Linked DNA regions of Capsicum annuum: all the other regions are linked to region 2. A link is a contact called in public Hi-C data. All regions are on one chromosome and are shown on one strand. Each heading gives the region's core, a stretch centred on a gene start, on an enhancer-like site or on the middle of the called end of the contact. The rest is flanking DNA. Distances are from core to core; before and after follow the strand shown.

Region 1 (5,137 bases), core at 2,467-4,966, 140 kb after region 2:
CATATCGCGTGATCTCTAACTACAAAGAAGTCAATGCTGTATTTGAAATCACATCAGAAAGAGATTTTGTTGGATTTTAAATTATAAGAAAGATAATTGACAGTCAATCGCAACAACACCTCACAATGAATCGTGAAAGAAAAGAAGACCATACCCTCTACATGAACATATTTGATATAGTCATGTATGGTTGTAAGTCTATATGCTAGAAAGGAAGGTTGCATCACATGTACGGACATATCTAATATGGGTGTACCGTATGGTGTAAATCCTCAATCAAGGAATCAATTCAAAATTCTTGATTGAGAAAAAATTCCTTGGGTTTTCTTATAGAGCAAAGAAGCAAGATCAATTGAACATTATAAATGAGAAGACCGAAGACCGAAGACACTACGTAACTTCACAGAAAATTCTTAGTGTGTCTCAATCTTAGTCTCTATAAAGCTTTGTAAATTCAAGTTTACAATAGTTAGAAAAGAGAAAGGTCGAGTCAATTTGTCATACCAGTTGAGGCTGTGTCACAAGATCTGAATAACAAATATAAGATTCAAAAATTGTTTATCTCATCTGTACTCCAACTCATACATTGAAAGCTCTAACGAAACCCTTATGACTCAAGGGGACTGAAAATAGGCACTACACCGATGTTTCAAACTAGGATAAATTTTTATGTCATTTTCTTACTTGCTTGCTTATTTGTTTACACATTTAAGTTTAATCTATTTTATTCAGTATGCTAATCTGCAAGTGAGTTGATTGTCAAGAACGATCAGTCGACTTAGAAAATTTTTTCAATTCACCCACTCTTAATTTTCATATACTACTCTTTAATATAATACTCCAACATAATACAGACAATCTTCTCACATTAAGCTTTCATTTCTCAATCAATTAAAGTATGCTATTTTTGTAAGGTAAAAAGACACCACATGACCATTTTAAAAACAAATAGCCCAAGTTTGACATTTTATCAAAAAATAGCCAGTCAGCTACTTTATTTCCACATTATAGCCATTTTCTAATTTTGATCATTTTGGCCTATGTAGTTCAGATACAATTTATATACCATATTGATACAGTCCATATATAATACTGATACAGTTTCCAACTTGGGCAATTTGACCCTTTTTAAAAATTATTTCAGTTTTTTTTCTGCTACAAATTTTTTAACTGAAAAATATTTTGTTTTTTTTTTGGGGTTGTTTAAAAATAATAATTAGGTATAATTGTATAAAAACAGTATAATTATTACAATAGAATATGAATCTATATAAGATATATGTATATAAATTGTATAGTTCTATCAAATATGTATATAATATATATATATATATATATAGATATATAGATATAGATACATATATAAAATGCATAGAAAGTGTATAAAAATTATATAATTATTATATAAAATGTGTTCAAAAAAATTGTACAATTATTAAATAATTTGTGTATTGAAACTATATAATTTTCGTATAGAACATTTATGTGTCTAAGATATGTCTAGAGACTGTATAAAATATGTATATAAACTTATAAAACAAGCCCACAAATTAAAATGACTAGAAAATGGAATTTGATTCCCATGACCATTTTTTTGAAATTAATTTCGACCGAGTGTCCATTTGTGTCTTTTTTCCAAATTAAAATGGCTAGAAAATGAAATTTGAATTCCATGACCATTTTCTTGGAATTAATTTCGATCGAGTGGTCATTTGTGTCCTTTTCCTTTTTTGTATTTCTAAAAACAATAATTTACAGATATGGCCTAAGCGTTCTCCTAAAATATTCACTAATGTATTATATCCTACGGAAAATGGCTAGAAATACCCTTCAAGTATTAAAATTGGTTCAAAAATATCCTCAGTAAATCTATTGTTTTAGAAATATCCTTCAAGTATTGAAATTGGTAAAAAAATATCTCTCTATTAACCTTTATGGCTCAAAAATACCCTTACAACTAATGATTTTTCAAAATCATAATTAAAATTTTGAAAAAAAGGTCAAAAATACCCTTCAAGTATTGAAATTGGTTCAAAAATACCCCTTCAAACACCTTTATGGCTCAAAAATACTCTTGCAACTAACGATTTTTTAAAATTATGATTAAATATTTTATTAAATGCATGATAATTTTCTATTGGTTGAAACTAAATTAATTAAAATGTTAAGCCCAATCCGGACTCAACTAAAACTATCCGATCCAGATCCTACAAAATTATCATAATTTTGATCGGTGAATGGTATGAAGTGGTCTCGCACGGGAATGCACTTGCCAGTGATGGCAAGACAATTTGATGTATATAAATAAAAATAGTGACAACTATTTAGGAAAGAATGTAGTATTTTTTATACAAACTAAATGTGTCACGTAAAATGAAATGGAGAAAGTAACAAGATAGTGCTGCGTAAGACGTGGCATAACCAAAATATTTCAATTAGTCTTGCTGGTTAACATAAAGAATGAGAGAAATATACATTAGAAATAAATATCAAACAAACATTATAATTAGGGGATAGAATTCTTCACAACATTACATTAGACTGACAGATTCTAAGTCAACAAAGAACCTGCATTTGATAATAAAAATTACTCATACTATCGGATAATTTAGTTGGGGCAAATTTTATACGGTTTGGGTTGGGTTCGGATTGGATTTAATATTTTAATTAATTTAGGTTCAATCAATAGAAAGCTGTTACTAATTTAATAAAATTTTTAATTATGATTTTAAAAAAATGTTAATTGAAAGGATATTTTTGAGCTATAAAAGTGGATGAAGAGGTATTTTTAAATTAATTGTAATATTTAAAGGGTATTTCTAGCCTTTTTCTAATTTTTTAAAATTAAAAAATCGTTAATTACAAGATGTTTTTGAGTTAGGGGTGTGTATTGGTCGGTTCGGTTCGATTTATATACTATCGGTTCAGTTTATCGGTTTTTGATTTTTAAATATGTTAAACCAATAACCAAATCAATAAGATATTTTTTATCGATTTTTAGTTCTTAACGGTTCGATTTTCGGTTTAACCGATAAGAAAATACTCATAAAATAGAAATAGTAGTAACTAACATGAAAAAAAAAATGAATCTTAGTTACAATCAAAAATCCTATATAATGAGTTTTAATTTACAAAAATCTTCAAGTTTGAACTAAATATTGTTAGGAGAAATTAAGAGTTTGTATAATTGAAATAATAGGTTTGTTAATTTGTAGAAATTAAAGAGAAATATATAATAAGTCACACACACATATTATATATATATATATATATATATATATATTCTTATTGGGTTATCGGTTTAACCCAATAAGAAAAAATCAAACCGAACCAATAATCTAATAATTTTTTTTTATAAAACCATTAAAAAATCGTTAATCCAATAAACCAATAATAATAAATCAATAACATTTTAATTAGTTCGATTTTTTCACACACCTATTTTGAGAGATGAAATAGTATTTTTGAGCCAATATTTCTGATGAAATAAGTTGAGGATATTTTTGAACTAACTTTAATGAATTTCTGGCCCTTTTCCTATATTCTAATAGGCGGAAAGAGTTTTGCCCCAAATTACAGAACTTTCGAATCACTACTCTCACAAATTAGTTCCCAAATCACACTACTCATCCAAATCACTACTACTCTCGAATTACTTTTTTAGGATGGGACAAAACGATCTGCTTTACATACAGAGCTTCATCACATCCGATCAGGTAGAAAATTGTATGAAATAGAGTTTATCTCTCTCTGGGAGTGATGTGGGTTTATTGCATGTGGAGCAAAACAAACTAACTAGTTTTTAATTGCTTCTTTCTGGAGTAATTGAAAAAAAAAAAAAATAAAAGCTTTTGAAGCCTGTATTTGCCTGCTTTTGATTAATTTTAGGATATGTTAAAATAGGGGCGAGTTTATCACTCTTTCTAGGTGCTTTTCCCTTATTTTTATGTTTGAGCTCAACTAATTTTTTTGATAACCGTAGAAATTCCAGTAGCTCAACTTCATACAGACTTCCTGCTCGAATTAGTACGCAAAATATGTCGACATTAAGGTCTGTTTGCATTCTGCCCTGTTCAGTTGGTGATTTTAAAGTTTTGAGTTTTTCTGATTCATGTCAACATGTATAAGCCGCCATTGTTTAATGTTTGTAACATCAGTGTAGGCTTAATGAAACCATTATACATATATATCTTGTTTGACTTGAAATATTTTTGCTTGTTTTTTCATGTAGCATCCATTAGAACTTTTCTCGTGCTGTGAAAGAGTGTAAAATATGTAATTGAGTAGGAATTGAGGTCATTGGAAGTAATTTTCTTTTTGTTACTCTATTGTTATGTGTCAGCAAGTAATCATAATCATGGTTTCAACGCTGATTTGGGAAAGCGTTGAACAATGATGTCTTTATAAAGAAAATGGGACAACTGAAGAAGGCAAATGAAGGAGCTGGGCTAGAAAAAAACCAGATTGATGAGATAGTTCCTGTTGGTGGAAGCACCAGAATTTCAAAAGTGCACCATCTCCTTAAAGATAATATTGTTAACAGGTATCAGCAAGTAATCATAATCATGGTTTCAACGCTGATTTGGGAAAACGTTGAACAATGATCTCTTTAGAAAGAAAATGGGACCAGTGAAGAAGGCAATGAAGGATGCTAGGCTATAAAAGAAACAGATTGATGAGATAGTTCTTGTTGGTGGAAGCACCAGAATTTCAAAAGTGCAACAGCTCCTTAAAGATTATTTCGATGGGAAAGAACCCAACAAGGGTGTAAATCCTGATGAAGTAGTTGCTTATGGTCCGGCTATTCAAGATGGTATCTTTAACGGAGAGGATGGAGATGAAACTAAAGGTACATGATCTAATTAGATTTCTTGCCATAATTTGCTTATTGGTTTTGATAATGTGTGAGTTTGAAGCTTTTGCTGATTGATTGTAGCATATTTTTTATGTGCAGATATAGATATTCATCTCCTGGACGTCACTTCTCTCACCCTTGGTATTGAAACTGTTGGTGGTGTCATGACCAAATTTATCCCTTGAAACACGGTTATCCCAACCAAGAAGTCCCAGTTCATGACCACTTACCAAGACCACCGTCTCCATTCAGGTAATTCTTTGGTTCATGTTTGAATCCTAT
Region 2 (4,757 bases), core at 905-3,404:
CAGAGTGTAGATTTAATTTTTGTTACATATTTTAGGAGTTAAAAAAATGCTTGATTAAATTTGAAAAACTCTCATTTGATCATAAATTTTAAAGTTCAAATTTTAAATTTTAAAGTTGTGATTTCTGAAATTTGAAATAGTATTTGAAAGGTATTTTACTTTTTTTTTTTTAAGAATAAACCGACCCATTCTAATATAATTTTTTTTTCTTACTATAAATCAGATTTTGAAGATTTATCTTCTAAAATCTATTTGGCCATTCGAGTTTGATTATATCTTTAAATATTTTAATGGTACAACGATCAAGCTTTTGACCAAAAAATTTTAAAAGATAAATTTTCAAAATCTAATTCATAATCTATGTCACGAACAGAATGTGATAAATTTAATTAAAAAATTATTCGGTGAAAAAAGGCACACGCCATAAACGTGAGGGTGCACATGTTTTGTGTCACCCACCTTTATAATGCAAATTTGAATAGCAAACATTGAATGAAAACTCAAAAAAGAGGGATTAAAAAAAAAAACCTCTATTTGTTTATTATCTAAGTTATATCCGATGATTCATGGTTATACATATAAATACTTCATTATTTACTGTAAAATTAATTTTTATCATATAATTCTAGTATAATTAGATTGCCGAGTGTAGATTTAATGCCCTTTACACATTTTGAGAGGTAAACAAAACTTAATTAAATTGAAAAACTCTCATTTAACCATTGATTTTAAAGTTAAAATTTAAATTTCAATATTAGAATTTTTGAAATTTAAAATTGTATTTGAACATGTATTATAATTATGAAAATAGAAAAAAAAAATTCTTACTATAAATCAGATTTTGAAGATTTATGTTCTAAATCTATGTGGTCATTAGACTTGACCATATCTTTCAAATATTTTAAAGATACAATAATTAACGTATTAAATGTGACGGAGTACTGAATGAACAAAAAAACAAGGATGCAGCAAAACTCTATTTGTTTACTATCCAGGTTATGTCAGATGATTTATGGTTATATATAAAAATAATATTATTTATTACAAAATTAATTTTTATCATGCAGTTCTTGTATAATAAGACGAGAGAGTGTGGATTTAATGCCATTTACATTAGGAGGTAAAAAATGCTTAATTCAAACTGGGAAATTCTTGTTTGGCTATAGATTTTAAAATTGAAATTGTGATTTTTGAAATTTAAAATTATATTTAATATATAATTTATTTTAACTAATTAATTCTAATAAAATGAATTTTATCTTACTATGAATCATAAATATATTTTAGAAGATAAATTTACATAATTTATGTCACGTATTAAATGTGACAGAGTTAAGTGAAAAGTTATTCAAAGATGAAAAATTCAGACGCTATAAATGTGAGTGTGCACATGCTTTGTGTCACTCCATCTTATCAAACGTGTCAAAGTGATCACCTTTTTCATCATTAAAAATTTCCCTCCATTCATGTTATCTTGCTCCAATAGAGAAAATTACTTAATTAAACTTTGTACGGTTAATTTTTAATTTTGAGTAATGTAAAATAGATTCATTTTTTTCTATTTTGTCGTCAATTTTTTTTGTTTTACATTTATGAAAAATAAATAAATAAATAATAAATTATTTATTAAATAATTAAAATAAAACTTTTGAAATATATTCCCTAATTGGATATAGAATGATTTAGTTACATGGGTTTAATTCACGAAAAGCATAAAATAAGAAAATTTCAAGTTAAGTAAAAAATTAAGACTCTAAACTCAAATCTAAATAATGAACCCTCAACCTTCAATTTCAATTTGAACAACTTTTATTGTTATTAATTTATTTAAATTATTACTAAATTAAAATATTTTATCCAATCTCAACTATTGCTTCTCCTTCAAAAATTACTATGTTTCAAATTTAGAAGATCTATCTTCGAAAATCTATTTGATCATATCTTCACATATTTTAAAAATATAATGATTAAATTTTTAATCAAACAAATTTTAAGAAATAATTTCATAATTTATGTCACGTACTAAATATGATGAAGTTGATTGAAAAAGTTATTCAAAAAAAGAAAAATTGACGCCATGAACGTAAGGGTACACATGTTTTGTGTCCCTCCTATCTTAACAAACGTGTCAAAGTGATCACATTTTTCATCATTAAAAATCCCCCCACCCCCAACCCCCTTCCCTCCTTCCTAAAATACTCCTCAAACAAATCAGACAATTACCAAGGAAAAGTCCGTTAATTTGTTTAATTAATTAATTAATCCAAAATCCAACCATGGTTATCTCTTTAACTCTTTAAAACCCTATTGACCATAGTTTATACAAACAACAACAAAACATGCAGTATGGATTTAGAAGGAGCATACCCTCAATGCCCTCAATCTCCTATCTTTCCCTCTTTGGTCTGCAAGAACAAATATATATTTGGGCAAAAAGTTGAATTTTAGTCCTTGCTCATAACGGGGGTTAGTGTTTTTGCTTACTCTGGTTCTGGAGCTGCAAACACTGGTTTGTTATCTACTTTTTTATGCCATTTTTATATCTAAGTGCATATTCTTTAATAGATAGTATTTTCTATATAGTTAATTGTAACTTGGAGTTTCAAGATTTTGGGATCTGAATGTGGGTTTTGGAATTTCGGGTATTCAAGAAAAAGATTGAATCTTTTTGTTTTGGAGAAAAAGGGATTTTTTTTTTCCAGTTCTTGTTACAGTCTTTTTGTGGTTTATATCAAATTTGAGAGAAGTTGAAGTTTTTAGTATTTGGGTATTTGTTATTTATTGTTAGAAATGACTGTATTGTGGAGTGATGAGGATAAGACAATGGTGGCAGCTGTATTAGGAGCAAAAGCTTTTGATTACTTGATGTCTAGTTTAGTTTCTGCTGAATGTTCTTTAATTTCAATGGGAAGTAATGAGAATTTGCAGAATATATTGTCAGATCTTGTGGAACGCCCGAATGGAAGTAATTTTAGTTGGAATTATGCTATTTTTTGGCAGATTTCGCGGTCTAAGTTAGGGGAATTGGTGTTAGGATGGGGAGATGGTTGTTGTAGAGAAGCTAGGGAAGGAGAGGAATCTGAAGTTACTGGAATTCTGAATTTACACCTTGAGGATGAGGCTCAACAAAGGATGAGGAAAAGGGTACTTCAGAAATTGCATACGTTCTTTGGTGGAACAGATGAAGAGAACTATCTGTTTGGATTGGATAGGGTTACTGATACTGAGATGTTTTTTCTTGCCTCAATGTACTTTTCGTTCCCTCATGGGCAAGGTGGTCCGGGGAAGTGTTTTGGTGCTGGTAAGCATGTGTGGTTATCGGATGTCATGAAGTCGTCTGTAGATTATTGTTCTAGATCTTTTTTGATGAAGTCTGCTGGTATGCAAACCATTGTTTTGATCCCAACTGATGTAGGAGTTGTGGAATTGGGATCAGTAAGAGCTATATCCGAAAGCTTGGAGCTTGTGAAGTCAATAAAATCTTGTTTCTCGTCATTTTCGTCTCTTGGTAGGGCTAAGCAAGCGGCATCTGTAACAGTTGTAGCTGAGAAAAAGGATGGAAATAGTTCCATGTTTTCCAGCTCTTTTCTTCGTGATCAGTCAAACGGAAATCCTAAGATTTTCGGGCAGAATTTAAATTCTGGTTGTGCGCAATTTAGGGAAAAACTACTTGTTAGGAAACCGGTGGACAGGCCACTGGAAACTTACAGAAATGGAAACAAGGGTCCCTTCGTGAATGCACAAAATGGTGTATGCCCCGTATCATGGGCTTCATTTGGTAATGTGAAGCCAGTGAACTCAGCGGAGCTCTACAGTCCTCAGGCCCCAACAAACAACTTACGAAATTTTGCTGTCAATGGTGCTAGGGAAGAGTTCCGGTTAAATAATCTCCAGCATCAAAAGCATCAAAAGCCTGGTGGAATGCAAATAGATTTCACCAACTCAAGGCCTGTTGTTTATCCAGTGCACACTGTTGAATCAGAGCATTCAGATGTTGAAGTTTCATGTAAGGAAAACCATGCTGGACCAGCTGATGAAACAAGGCCTCGAAAGCGTGGACGAAAACCAGCCAATGGGAGGGAAGAGCCCCTCAATCATGTGGAGGCGGAGAGGCAGCGGAGGGAAAAGCTGAACCAGCGGTTCTATGCATTACGAGCTGTTGTTCCAAATATTTCCAAAATGGACAAAGCTTCTCTTTTAGGAGATGCCATTGCTCACATCACTGACATGCAGAAGAAGATTAGGGACATGGAGTCTGAGAGGGGAAGACTAGGAAGCCCAAATTCAGAGACTCAAACCCGAGTAGCTGATATCAACATTGAAGCTGCCGGTGACGAAGTCATTGTAAGGGTTAAATGCCCACTGGAAATCCATCCTTTATCAAAAGTCATCCAAGTGTTCAAAGAGGCACAGGCCAATGTTGTTGAATCGAAAGTTGCCGCAGGGAATGATACAGTTTATCATACATTTGTGGTCAAGTCCAGTGGATCCGAACAGCTGACAAAGGAAAAGTTAATGGCTGCATTTTGCGGTGAATCAAACTCTCTACAGCCACATTCTCATCAGTAGGATAACAAAAACATCATATTTGATCGTCTCTAGGCATAAACTGTAGTCGACATTCCATTTCATTGTTTCTGCAAAGGTTTTAGTATACAACAGTTTAGAAGTAGAGGAGACAACTTGTTATTGACCAAGTAGCAGCAATTCTTTGCTTTATCTGTTATTAGTGTACATGTTTGTCATAAGAAAGCTAG
Region 3 (4,728 bases), core at 1,818-4,317, 220 kb after region 2:
CCAAAACTTCATCTTTGGAAAAGCCTATCAAGAATGGGATGAAAAGAAACATTCCAGTTAACAACTATCAGTTAAACAAGGATGAATACCTCTCATTTAACAAAAAAAAATTCATTATAAATTAACATCATCTTAAATACCTGTTAATTTAAGAAAGGTATCACTTGCAAAGACAATTGGCATGTCAGGTAAGTTGGCATCGATTATACAAGTTATAGAAAGACCATGCCAAAAGTGTCAAAACTATCTAGAACCGAAAATTGTATCAATTGTAAAAATGAAAAAGTGAAGAATTACAAAAGAAAAACTCACAATATAAAGCTTTGTTTGATTATACAAAGAGATATATTTAAGGATGGTCCGAGCAGACCCATCCCAGATGGAGAGATTCTCTTCCCACCGACCAGTCCGCCTGTTGATTCACCGTTGTGTCACAGCACAGTCAATATGTTTTTTACAACAACAGTGGCTTTTCTCTTCTCAAGATCACTTGCAACACAAGGCCCCTCTACATCGACTCCTGTGAAAGACAGGTTTGTGGAAAACGTCAATCATTTTTAGAATAAGCAATAAGAATAGGATGAATATACATAAGTATTGGGAAAGAGTTAGGTATTGTCTTATCTCACAACACTCTCGTGATACTCCTCTGTTTCGTCCATCCTATTCGAATCCTATATGAAAGCACTTTGCCTAGAATCTCAAGTTGCCTCCCCTCTCCTCTGAGGCCGATCGCATCCACTTTTGGAGCCCCTCGCCTTTGAGTACGGCAGCAGCTCAGACATAGACCGAATTAGGGGCCTAAACTCTTGAGTAGATTGCCCATGGAAAGGAGCTTACTCCAAGATCTGACTCCCCCCGTGTAGGAGTTCGGGAAGGCCAGAAGTAAGCAAAGAGCGGTAGAAGAGAATAAAGTGTTGCGCCCATTCTTTTCTTTCATAGCTGGAGCAAATGGAAGGAGACGTCGTGCAAGCCGAAATGTTACATCTTCATCGATCATCCTATTCTCCTGAAATTGAATCTGCATATCTGAATTCCTTTTATTTAGGCACCACAGCCCCATTTAATCTTATTCAAATCCATTCTTCTTACGAGGGCTAAATTAACTGTTCATGAATATATTATGTTTTCATTATTTTGACAACACAAAATAAGCTTCAACGAAGAACAAAGATAGCCAAGTCTAGATAAGCCTAAATTATAGTTTTCCAATGACAAGAAAATATCCCTACAATCACATGAGCTTATCGAGCCTCTTTTTATAGAGTGTGTAGCTATTCTGCTTATGTAGTACGAATTGTACAGTTGGCACAATACGAGTATTTGGGTACTATAACCACACAGCCTGTATGAAAAAACAGAGTTTGCAAAACCATTTCACATAATCGATCATGGTGAAGAGAGGGAAAATGACAAAAGCTTACATATATCTACAAGAAGATATATTTCAATCAAAATGTACCTGTGAATTCCAAGCTTGAACCCAATGTAACAGGCAGCTCCCGTTCCATGCTCATGGAGTAGACTTCCCTTCTATAACACCTAAGCACAGACTCTCTACAGCCAGCTCCATCTTGGCATAAATTTAGTCCAACTCTGGATGGCTAAAACAAATTCACAATGCTCACTCTCCTCAAACGACAAAATGTGCAGTCAAATCAATCAATGTGTGAAGTAATTCTATCTCCTATTTTCTTTATATATACTTGCATGGACAAAACAGATTATAAGGACTTGTGTTCTTGATCAGTTGCTTAAAAAAAGGACTTACCTTTTTGATATGGTTGGACTATGCAACAGATATAGAGTTCAGCTAAATTGAAATAACAACATGAATAAATTAATCACCTCAATGGGGACCGTACGGAAGCCAGCAACCTTTCTAAGGTAATTCATGTCATTCCACTTATTCTTAGCAGGCCATTGATCCATGGAATCTCTGATGACCATTGGGGATCCTGATAAATAATGGTCTTTCGGGAATGCCTCCAACAATAAGCCTGGCCTTTTCCCTACTAACTTACAAGACAGTGACTTCCTAGGTAACAACTGCTGCACCTGCAAAGTCAAAAGAAATAAATAACCACACATATCATCTCACTACATTGTTAGCACTCAAGTAAATGCTAGACCACCTCAACTATTTGAAAGCTTAGAGGATCTCACTTATAAGCTCGTCTAGAAAACATGTATTCACTGATTTAATTCGTAAGCTGCATTCAAATTTTTCAATAGAAAAAACAACTGGGAAAAATAAACCAAAATGCTATAAATGAAAATTTAAAGAGGTACTCAAACCGAATAGACAAAAATGGTGTATAACTTAAGATTTGGATCACACTCCTTCATCAGGGCATTCCATGAATAACCTAAACCCATTAATTACATAATGCAAATAGGATTGCGAAAATGGGGGTTTTATATTACAATATGCATCTCTCCATATGGGTACAACTGAATTCCATGGACCTGAATGTAACGGTTCCCATGCCATCTCTTTTGATGCTTTCGCAGAACGCCACTCGCGACTTCTCTGGTGATTTTTCCGATGACAGATGTTGCTGATGTGGAATGGTGGAAACTCAAAAAATCGAATAGTTCAGGTTGAGATACGAAGCTCAGAAAAATCCAGGTAGTTGAGGTACGAAACTCGGAATGTCACCGGCGGTGCAATCGACGCCATTATAAATAAATAATGTCCTAATAGCATGTTCAGTGCAACCCAGAATTAGCAATAACCATCAATAACTTTTTCATAGTAGAAAATTTTATGAGAAGAATGTTAGAGATGTGGAGAAAAACGGTGGAAGAGATTAATTGAAGTTGAAACAGACACGTAAGTAAATAATGAAGCTTTAAGAAGGTGAAACTAACCTTAAATTTTAAATAAATTAGGAAAATAAATCTACTGCTCATTCAAAAATTTTCCTCCCAACCTTCTTCTTATAAAATAATCTTGACTCATCAACAAAGATTTTCCAAAATCAGGCCACTACCTCTCCCATACACTAAGCTTTCCACTGCTTCCCATAAAACAAATTTTTTTTCACTGTAGCAGTAGAAGAAAGTGCCTCTCTTTCACCAAAGATTCTATTTATCTTTTTTTTTTTTTTGGGGGGAATTTTTCTTTCATTTTCTTCAATTATTTTATTTTAAAAATTATTTTCATAACAAACATCTCTCTATATTCATAATAAATTACACTCTTAATTAATATTAATAAAATTCATAACTTTAAAACCTTTTATATTCATAACCTCCAATTATTTAATTTTGTATTAAAAAATCGAATAACAATTTTTTCTTTAAATAGTGTGAAACAATGGTTTCTTGAAAAAATCTAATCACAATTATTTCTTAAAAGGTACGTGCATTTTGAAAATCACTCCTTTAAGCTTTATTTATTTTTTTAGAGTAGATTTCTTTTATTCTGTGCATCGTCTATTAACAAACTTCGTACATTTTTATATTTTTGTAAAGAGTTATGTATTACTTTATTAGAACAATTTTCTTTTATGTTATGTGCCCATTAATTAATTTTTGGCAATCTTGTATTTCTTTTAATCTTAATCTTATTAAAATTTTAATTGTAGATGAAAAGAAGATTACTATCATAACTGTTTTTCTTGTCCTTATCTCACCGTGGGTATGAGACATAGCATATAGCAACAAAAGAAAAGTCTCACCGGCCAAGATATAGTTCAAAGTGCAATATTTTTTATATTTTTGATTTATTAAACTTCATCTCCAACTGCTCTTAACATTTTTAATTAACAATTTAGTTGTCCTTTTTCGTTTCATGCTACACTTAGTTTGTTTTTTTCTGACTCTTTTAAGGCTTGATTGACATACAAATGAAGTAGGATATTGAGATGACAAGAATCTAATTATTATTGTTTAACATTCTTTTGAGAGAAATTATATTTATATGAGTGATAGTTCTTCTTTCCTCTTCAATTCACAATATAACATCTCCAACTGCTCTTAGCACTTTTAGTTAACAATTTAGTTGTCCTTTTTCGTTTCATGCTACACTTAGTTTATTTTTTTATGACTCTTTTAAGGCTCGATTGATATACAAATGATAGGATATTGAGATGACAAGAATCTAACTATTACTGTTTAAAATTCTTTTGAGAGAAATTATATTTATATGTGTGTTAGTTCTTCTTGCCTCTTCAATTCACAATATACCATTTTCAAAAGTTTATATTAATTTAGTTAACTATTTTTCTGATTTTTTTCATTGGTGATGTCAATTTTTTATGTACGTGTCTAGACCAGAGTGTTTATTTTTTAAAGTAAAAGCAAAGGAAGAAGGCAAACGTATATGTGTGCTACTTACGAAAGTATCTATGGATCCTTCCGCAATTATGTACATCGATTTTAGTAAATCTTTTGATAAAATATGAGAATGTAACATTAGTTTAGAATTTTTAAATGACATTTAATTCATAAGAAAGTTGTTTATTGATTCATGAAATTGTAGTTTTTGATTTTTCACATTTTATAGTTTAAAGAGAAATGAAAAGGATAAAATAAGATAAAAAATATGAGATTCATATAATTAGATTTGTGTTATATATATAAATGATAAACAAGTATAAAACTTACTAAAACTAGGCATGAAAATAAATTCAATTTCATGGAATCTTTTCTTTTTCTCTACTTTCTTTTAAGAAAAATGAAATTATTGTTTCACTTATAGAATATATTATATAAAAATCA

Evidence for each region. A called contact is a pair of places that touch in the nucleus more often than the background predicts.
Region 1: a contact with region 2 is called in a Hi-C map of bud, with 2.1 times the contacts expected there. The contact joins the enhancer-like site here to the promoter of LOC107854119 in region 2. A contact is called at or near these places in 2 of 5 Hi-C or Micro-C datasets (bud and placenta).
Region 3: a Hi-C map of leaf shows a contact between it and region 2, with 3 times the contacts expected there. The contact joins the promoter of LOC107870589 here to the promoter of LOC107854119 in region 2. A contact is called at or near these places in 2 of 5 Hi-C or Micro-C datasets (leaf and placenta).

The regions. Positions count from the first base shown.
Region 1 is chr5:154,459,695-154,464,831 of UCD10Xv1.1, reverse strand. It overlaps the pseudogene LOC107870587. Among protein-coding and RNA genes, the nearest start is that of LOC107870589, 81 kb to the right of the region's middle. Within about 2 kb of position 3,716, at least 4 of the 5 cell types and tissues checked have an H3K27ac peak or open chromatin away from gene starts, as enhancers often do. A contact at or near this core is called in bud, where this site is marked.
Region 2 is chr5:154,601,354-154,606,110 of UCD10Xv1.1, reverse strand. LOC107854119 (transcription factor MTB2) reads left to right here and starts at 2,154. Exons shown (of 1, transcript XM_016699114.2): 1 at 2,154-4,757. The coding sequence starts at 2,791. The coding sequence ends at 4,569.
Region 3 is chr5:154,379,502-154,384,229 of UCD10Xv1.1, reverse strand. LOC107870589 (protein TWIN LOV 1) reads right to left here and starts at 3,067. Exons shown (of 10, transcript XR_007055950.1): 1 at 2,875-3,067; 2 at 2,470-2,700; 3 at 1,849-2,058; 4 at 1,463-1,604; 5 at 313-1,029.